2 separate regions of the Mus musculus genome follow, and region 2 is linked to region 1. The links are chromatin contacts, called in public promoter capture Hi-C maps. All regions are on one chromosome and are shown on one strand. The core of a region is the stretch at or near the end of the contact, and the rest is flanking DNA. Distances in the headings are between cores, read along the strand shown. Region 1 overlaps Strn4 (striatin, calmodulin binding protein 4). Region 2 overlaps Foxa3 (forkhead box A3).

Region 1 (3,512 bases), core at 718-3,217:
GGTAACACTGTCTTGGGAACACCCTCACCCATGTTCTTGGATGTTTCTCACCTTCCTGAGGACCTCATTTTATATTAACTCCCGTGTTTTTGTTTATTCTATTTTGAAACAAGGTCTTAAAACTAGTTTTTAAGTCTGTTTTTAAGAAGCCTTTTACCTGGCAATGGTAGCACACACTTTTAATTGAGGCCAGCAGCCTGGTCTACAAAGTATGTTCTAGGACAGAGAAACCTGGTCTTGAAAAACCAAACAAACAGACAAAAGTCTTTTACTAGGAGAAATGAACACCACGTCCTATCCCTCACCAAGAAGCTATTTACAATTGACTTCTGTGAGGAAGGGAAATGAGCTGCCTCTGAGCCAGAGTCACTAGGTCTATCAGTGACACTCCAGGGCAGGCTTCATGCCTAGGGGTGGCTGACAACTCAGAACACACTCCATGTTGTTGGGGGAAATTTTATGTTTCTTTCATTTTTGGCTCTTTCTTTCTTTCTTTCTTCCTTTCTTTCTTTCTTCCTTCCTTCCTTCCTTCCTTCCTTCCTTCCTTCCTTCCTTTATTTTTCCTTTTCTTTTTCTTTTTTTAAAATCTTCTGCTTTAGTTTTAGTCTTTTAGAGAGAAGGAACATGAAGTTGCTTGGGCAGTAAGGAGGTGGGAAAATCTGGGGAGAGCTGGGGAGAGAAAGAGTGTGCTCACAATATAGTTTAAGAAAAAATTCTTTTAAGTATTTTTTTAAAACTTTTTAAAGTTCTTTTTCTTTTTAAGAGAGGGTAAGTACATTTTTAAAAAATGTCTTATAGGCTGCATGTAGTAATGTACACCTTTAATTCCAGCCCTTGAGGCAGAAGACAAGCAGAGCTCAGTGAGCCAGAACTGCTGAGTTCTTGGTCAGCTGGGGCTACACAGAAAGAAAGAGAGAGAGAGAGAGAGAGAGAGAGAGAGAGAGAGAGAGAGAGAGAGAGAGAGAGAGAGAGAGAAAGGAAGAAAGGAAAAGAAAGAAAGAAAGAAAGAAATGTCTTTATTATAGACTCCATCTCTGCTTAAGTAAAAAAGTTTTTTATTTTGTTTTGTTTTTTTGTTTGGGTTGGCTTCGTTTTTTGAGACAGTTTCTCCGTTTAGCCCCGTCTGTCCTGGAACTCATTCTGTAGCCCAGGCTGCCTTCAAACTCCACCTGCCTCTGCCTCCCTCCCTTAAAGGTGTGTGCTACCACCATTGGTAACCATAAAAGAATAAAATTAAATAAAAAAATTTTAAGTAGTTTTTTTTAATGTGAAGAGATACCCAGAGTTCCCTCCTACTCAGTGCCCTTGCCTAACTTGTTGGTGCTTAGTGAGCTCTTTTTACATGTATCTCTGTGTTACAGATGGTCGTGAGTAAAAGCAAATGCTCTTACCACTGAGCCATTTCTCCAACCCCACTCCCACCCCTCTTTTAAAAGATAGGATTTCACTGTGTTGTCTTTATGTAGACCCAGGTTGGCCTTAAACTCATAGAGATCCTCCTGCCTCTGCCTCCTGAGTGCTGTTTACTCTTGAACATGGCTTTGTGCTAAATTGGTTATGGCAGAATACAGAGTTGCATTTCCTGTCAAACTAATGATCATTTGGGAAGGTCAGGCATCAATCCTAAGTGGACTTCAGGTGTCAGCAGGACTTGACCCAGAACCATGTGAACTTAACAGCGAGAGAGACCACAGAAGGTCCTTTGAACAGCAGAGCCTGAGAAAGTAGAAGGGAAAGACATTGCAGGGACTAAAAGGGGAGCCGAGGCAGCTTTCCTTCGTGCTCCACTGGTCCCCTGAGCTGCTGACCTTGGCCCTGGAGAGACAGTGAACATGGAAGCCTCATTTTCTAAGCTCTTGAGCTGTTCCTGAGCCCTAGAGTCAGAGGAGCTTGTGGGCAGTGGCAGCCACCCAGGTCCCAGCAAAGATAAAGCCCTTGGGCCAATCAGTGTAGCTGGTGTCCCTGACAATCTATTTCCTCCCGGCCTGCCCAGACCCAAGTGTGCTGAGCCATGTCCTGGAAGGCCATGGGGATGCTGTGTGGGGTCTGGCCTTCAGTCCCACCTCCCAGCGCCTAGCATCCTGCTCTGCCGATGGCACCGTCCGCATCTGGGATCCCAGCAGCAGTGGTCCAAGCTGCCTCTGTACCTTCCCCATGGATGGAGGTGAGTTTTGACCCCAGTGTCTCACAAGCAGGATACAGAGCCCAGGACTCTGGTGGCTCCTGAGGAGGGCAGGACCAGCGCTCTGAGTAGCCTTCTCTCTTCCCCTGTACTCTCAGAACATGGAATTCCCACCTCAGTGGCCTTCACCAGCACTGAACCTGCCCATGTCGTGGCCTCCTTTCGTTCTGGTGATACCGTTCTTTATGACCTGGAAGCTGGCAGCGCCCTTCTCACATTGGAGTCTCGAGGGAGCAGTGGTAAGGGCCCTTAGCCAGGCAGGCCAGTAAGACTGGGGGCTGAGTGCCCATAGGACCCCAGTTCCTCCCGTGGTTCTGGGGACCTAGCCATCAGTGAGAAGAGAATGTTACCATATGCCACAAGCAGGAAGGAAGCAAGGCTCAGTGGTAGCCAGCTAGCTTGACACACAGGGCTGGGAGGCACGTTCCCAACTGCAGAAGTGGCCTGCCCCTCCTGCCTCTGTCCGGCCCTGCTTTCCCCTCAGGCCTGCCTCTCCCACTCTTCCCACTGACCCTCCAGGCCCAGCACAGATCAACCAGGTGGTGAGTCACCCAAGCCAGCCTCTCACCATCACTGCACACGACGACAGGGGCATCCGGTTCCTGGACAATCGAACAGGTGAGGCCCAGCCTTAATTGTCCCCTCGTTGTGTTTTTTGGGGGTACGGGCAGCATGGGACAGGGACATTCAAGACTACCAAACTCTGGTGTCTACCTTAGAGGTTTTCAGACTTCCCGCTCCCAGCCCCTCAGCTTCCCAAATAAGGCTAGTAGTTGTCGGGGACTCCCAGCCACTCTCTATCCTCTCTCCAGGTAAATCTGTGCATTCCATGGTGGCCCACCTGGATGCAGTCACCTGCCTAGCTGTGGACCCAAATGGCGTGTTCTTGATGTCAGGAAGTAAGTTGAGCGCCTCTTGCTGCTCCTTCCTCAGGAGGGTTGGAGGCAAAGAGAGGGGCTACAGCCATGTCAGGCAACTCTACTCTTGAGTGTGCTATAAGTTCCCACGTCGGCCTCATTGACTCTCCTTGGGAGCCCTGCCTGGGGGGAGAGAGGGGTTGCTCTTGTGTTGTAGGCATGTGGTGATGGGATCAGAGTTTGAGTACTTGATCCATCTCTGCTTTCAGATACAGGCTCAGCAGCCATCTACTCTAGAATGAGTAGATAGGGCCTTCAAACTAGTGTCAGCTGCAGCGAGGGTGTGCACATGTGTTTGTAGATGTGCAGGCAGTGGTAGTGGAGGCTGTGGGGAGGCTCGGGTGAATCAGCTTGCTCTGCCTGACGATGCCATGTACTGCTGGCTGAGCAGCCACGCCCAGGTCTCCTTATTC
Region 2 (3,160 bases), core at 416-2,915, 2.2 Mb after region 1:
TTGGTGGACAGACACAGTGACGCACAGTGACCAATATAGGCAGATGTGCAAGTCGGAGGGACAGAGACACATAATGTGACACACAGAAGAGTGACACGTAAAGATGCCCAGTGACAGACACAATGACAAGTGACAGACAGTGACCAAGATACGGAAGCACACACGTATGCTAAAAGACACCCGTCACAGAACAGCAGAGAAATATAAAAATGACACTAAGAAAGGTAAAGAGCTGTATGACAAACATGACCAGAACACACACATACATATACTCACATGCATACACTCACATACATACATATACATACACACATATACACACATGCATACATACACACACACATACACTCAGATACATACACACATACATATATACATATATGTATATATACACATACATACACACATATACTCACATGCATATATTTATACAATACATACACACACATACACATACATACACACACACCTGTAAACTTTTGTGGGTGAGGCTCCTACCATTCCAAACTGTGGCAGGAAGTGGGGGGCTATTCTCTAGAACAGTGGAGGTCCAAGGCACTGAGTCAGAGCCAGAGGGCCTTCCTGGGACCCCCACCCCCATCCCCACCCCAGTTGTGTGACCTTAATCGTCAAACCAGCTCCATGCCTCAGTTTTTGCCTGTAATAAAGTGAGGGTCCCTAAAAAGGAATTATTCAATTACTCATTACTTGTCAAGTTTTCTTGTTTGTTTAAGAGACAGACACACTATGTAGCTATGTAGCCTAGGTTGGCCCCCAAACAGTCCTGCCTCTGCTTCCCGAGTGCTGAGACCACAGATGTGGGTTACTAGGCCCAACAGCTGGGGCCACTTCTATAGTCATTACCTCATCTCAAAGCGTATATAGCTCCGTGCTCAAGCTGGGACCCAGGCCCCTAGCCTCGGTTTCCTGCCCACAGGTCTTTTCCTTAATGTCATGTCAACCCCACAACCCAGCCCACTCTATGTCCCCCCCACCCCAGTGACCCATCCCTCATCGCGTCCTCCTGTCTGTCCACACGTCCCACGTCTGATGTTGGTACTTTTCCACGTTGGACACCAGCCGGCTGTCCGGGGGGGGGGGGGGGGTCACACCTGCCCACGCCAGGCAAGGCCAGGCGAGCTGGTGGCCACCAGAAACCCCGACAGATGGCCCCACCCTCCCCTAAGGACCCTACAACAACACCCCGCCTCTCAGGCCACCTGAGGTCCCCAGTGGGGCAGCCTGAGGCCCGAGCCTGGGGACAGGAAGCCCAAGGCCTGGCTACCCTGAAAGCCTCTTTCAACCTGAGCCTCCTCCCGCCGCCACCGACTCCTCCTGCGGAATAATATTTGGGCTGTTGGCCCGGTTTGGGGGGGGGGGGAGCGGCGGGGGCCAGATCCGGAGGCCGCCGGGGAGAAGCCAGAAACCGCAGGGCTTCCTGCCTCGGGCCGGCGACCCCCAGGCCCGGGGGAGGGCCGGAGCCCGGGGAGACTGAGGGCCTTTCTCTCGGCCCCAGTTGTTTTTTCCAGGAACCGGGAGGAATTCCCCAGGACAGCCAGCCTGGTGGGACGGCTGACAACTGGGAGCCAGCAAGGCAGGGGGCGGGGGTGACACGCGGCCCGGGCAAGGCGGGACTGCGACAGAAATAGAGGGACCCGCCTGCCAGGCGGCAGGTAGAGGCGGAAACTCTGAACTGGGAGAGGGAGGCCAAAGAAGAGAGCCAAGGAGGGGCCAGAGTGTGGGTGACTAGAAAGACTGACAGAGTGGACCTAGCTCCATAGGTAAGTGATTGCTATAGCGTACTCCAGTTGCTGGGTTCCAGCCCCAGCACCGAATACACCAGAATAAATCAGTATAGACCAGGTGTACATCCCTGTAATCCTCGAAAGAAGACAGAGGCAGGGGGATTGCCATGAGTTTGAGCACCCCAGAGTATGAGACCTTCTTTCAAAAATAAATAAAATAAAGGTCTCTCTCTCTCTCTCTCTCTCTCTCTCTGTCTCCTTTCTCTCTCCCTCCCCCCTTCAAATCTTGCATTCTTTTCCCTTCTTCCCCCAAATTGAATAGCCTATAGTTTCTGTAGGTTTCTATAGCCCTAAAGCTTCAGGTGTGTATGTGTGTGTGCGTGTGTGTGTGTGTGTGTGTGTGTGTGTGTGTCTGCAAGGTGGGGGAGGGGTGATGGCCTTGGTCACTGCAAAGCCACCTCCCCCCTGGCTGCTCTGGCCCCACTACTGTGCGGGGGCTGCTATCTATGAACAAACTGTCCTTGGGGTCAGGGACAACAAAGAGCCAAAGGTCACATTGCTGCTTTTCCCCCCCAGCCCTTCCCCCACAGAGGCCACCAGCTCCCTGGGATAGGAAGAAGGGCATAGAGGAACACACATTTAGGTGTTTGAGCCTCACAGGGTCCACCAAGAAAAAGACACTAAGAGATGGAGATGGTGCCTTTTTAATGGCCAAACACAGGCAGTATTCCCAAGCCCCAGACAAGAACTTGACCTCAGTAGGAACTCCCGACACCCACACTAGCCCTTTCTCACAGACAGGGTGGGGATGGGCTTCAGAGAAAACTCATAGGGTCTGCTCACCTCTTCCCCTCACCCAACCTCCACCAAGGAGATGGTGATGGCAGGCCTGTGGTAACCATCTATCTTGGTGCATAGCAGCATGCTGAGATGTCACCTTGCCAATACAGTGACCTTCCATGCATCCAGAATGTCAAAAAAGACACCATGTGATATGGTGGCCAATTTGGCATCTGCTGAACCAAGAAGTCTGCCAAAAAAGAAAAAAAAAAGAAAAAAGGAAAAGAAAAAAAGAAAAAGAAAAAGAAAAAGAAGAGGAAAAAAAAGAGGCGATCCCAGGATAAAATGAGCCAAAGAAGATGTGTTCTGTCACATACTCAAAAGGTCAATCAAGATGTCCAACACATCATCCAAAGGACCAGACATGTGTCATCCAACATCACGACCATCAGGCACCCAGTGGATCAATCACCCAATGGCTTCACTTAATATGGCAGCTTTCATAGTACACCAGTCTAACTGCCTTCACAATATGTCCAACATGACCACCTTCGCAGCACTTCCAAACGCATCTGCCTTCCTAATACCCCAACCCTAGGCCTACCAAAGAGTCCATGGCAGTTACCACAGTAGCC

What was found. Capture Hi-C pulls out chosen DNA fragments and counts their contacts.
Region 2: a promoter capture Hi-C map of liver shows a contact between it and region 1, with 4 times the contacts expected there. The contact joins two enhancer-like sites. A contact is called at or near these places in 4 of 39 promoter capture datasets (hippocampal neurons, liver, pre-B cells and 1 more), 3 of 115 datasets of contacts at active chromatin or transcription factors (embryonic forebrain, embryonic stem cells and large pre-B cells) and 2 of 9 other capture datasets (adipose tissue and liver).

The regions. Positions count from the first base shown.
Region 1 is chr7:16,835,569-16,839,080 of GRCm38.p6, forward strand. It overlaps Strn4 (striatin, calmodulin binding protein 4), which reads left to right. Exons shown (of 18, transcript NM_133789.3): 13 at 1,994-2,164; 14 at 2,281-2,421; 15 at 2,702-2,800; 16 at 2,995-3,081. Among named protein-coding and RNA genes, the nearest start is that of Prkd2, 5.6 kb to the right of the region's middle. Within about 2 kb of position 1,968, at least 12 of the 459 cell types and tissues checked have an H3K27ac peak or open chromatin away from gene starts, as enhancers often do. A contact at or near this core is called in liver, where this site is marked.
Region 2 is chr7:19,010,851-19,014,010 of GRCm38.p6, forward strand. It overlaps Foxa3 (forkhead box A3), which reads right to left. Exons shown (of 2, transcript NM_008260.2): 2 at 2,433-3,160. Among named protein-coding and RNA genes, the nearest start is that of Irf2bp1, 8.4 kb to the left of the region's middle. Within about 2 kb of position 1,666, at least 134 of the 459 cell types and tissues checked have an H3K27ac peak or open chromatin away from gene starts, as enhancers often do. A contact at or near this core is called in liver, where this site is marked.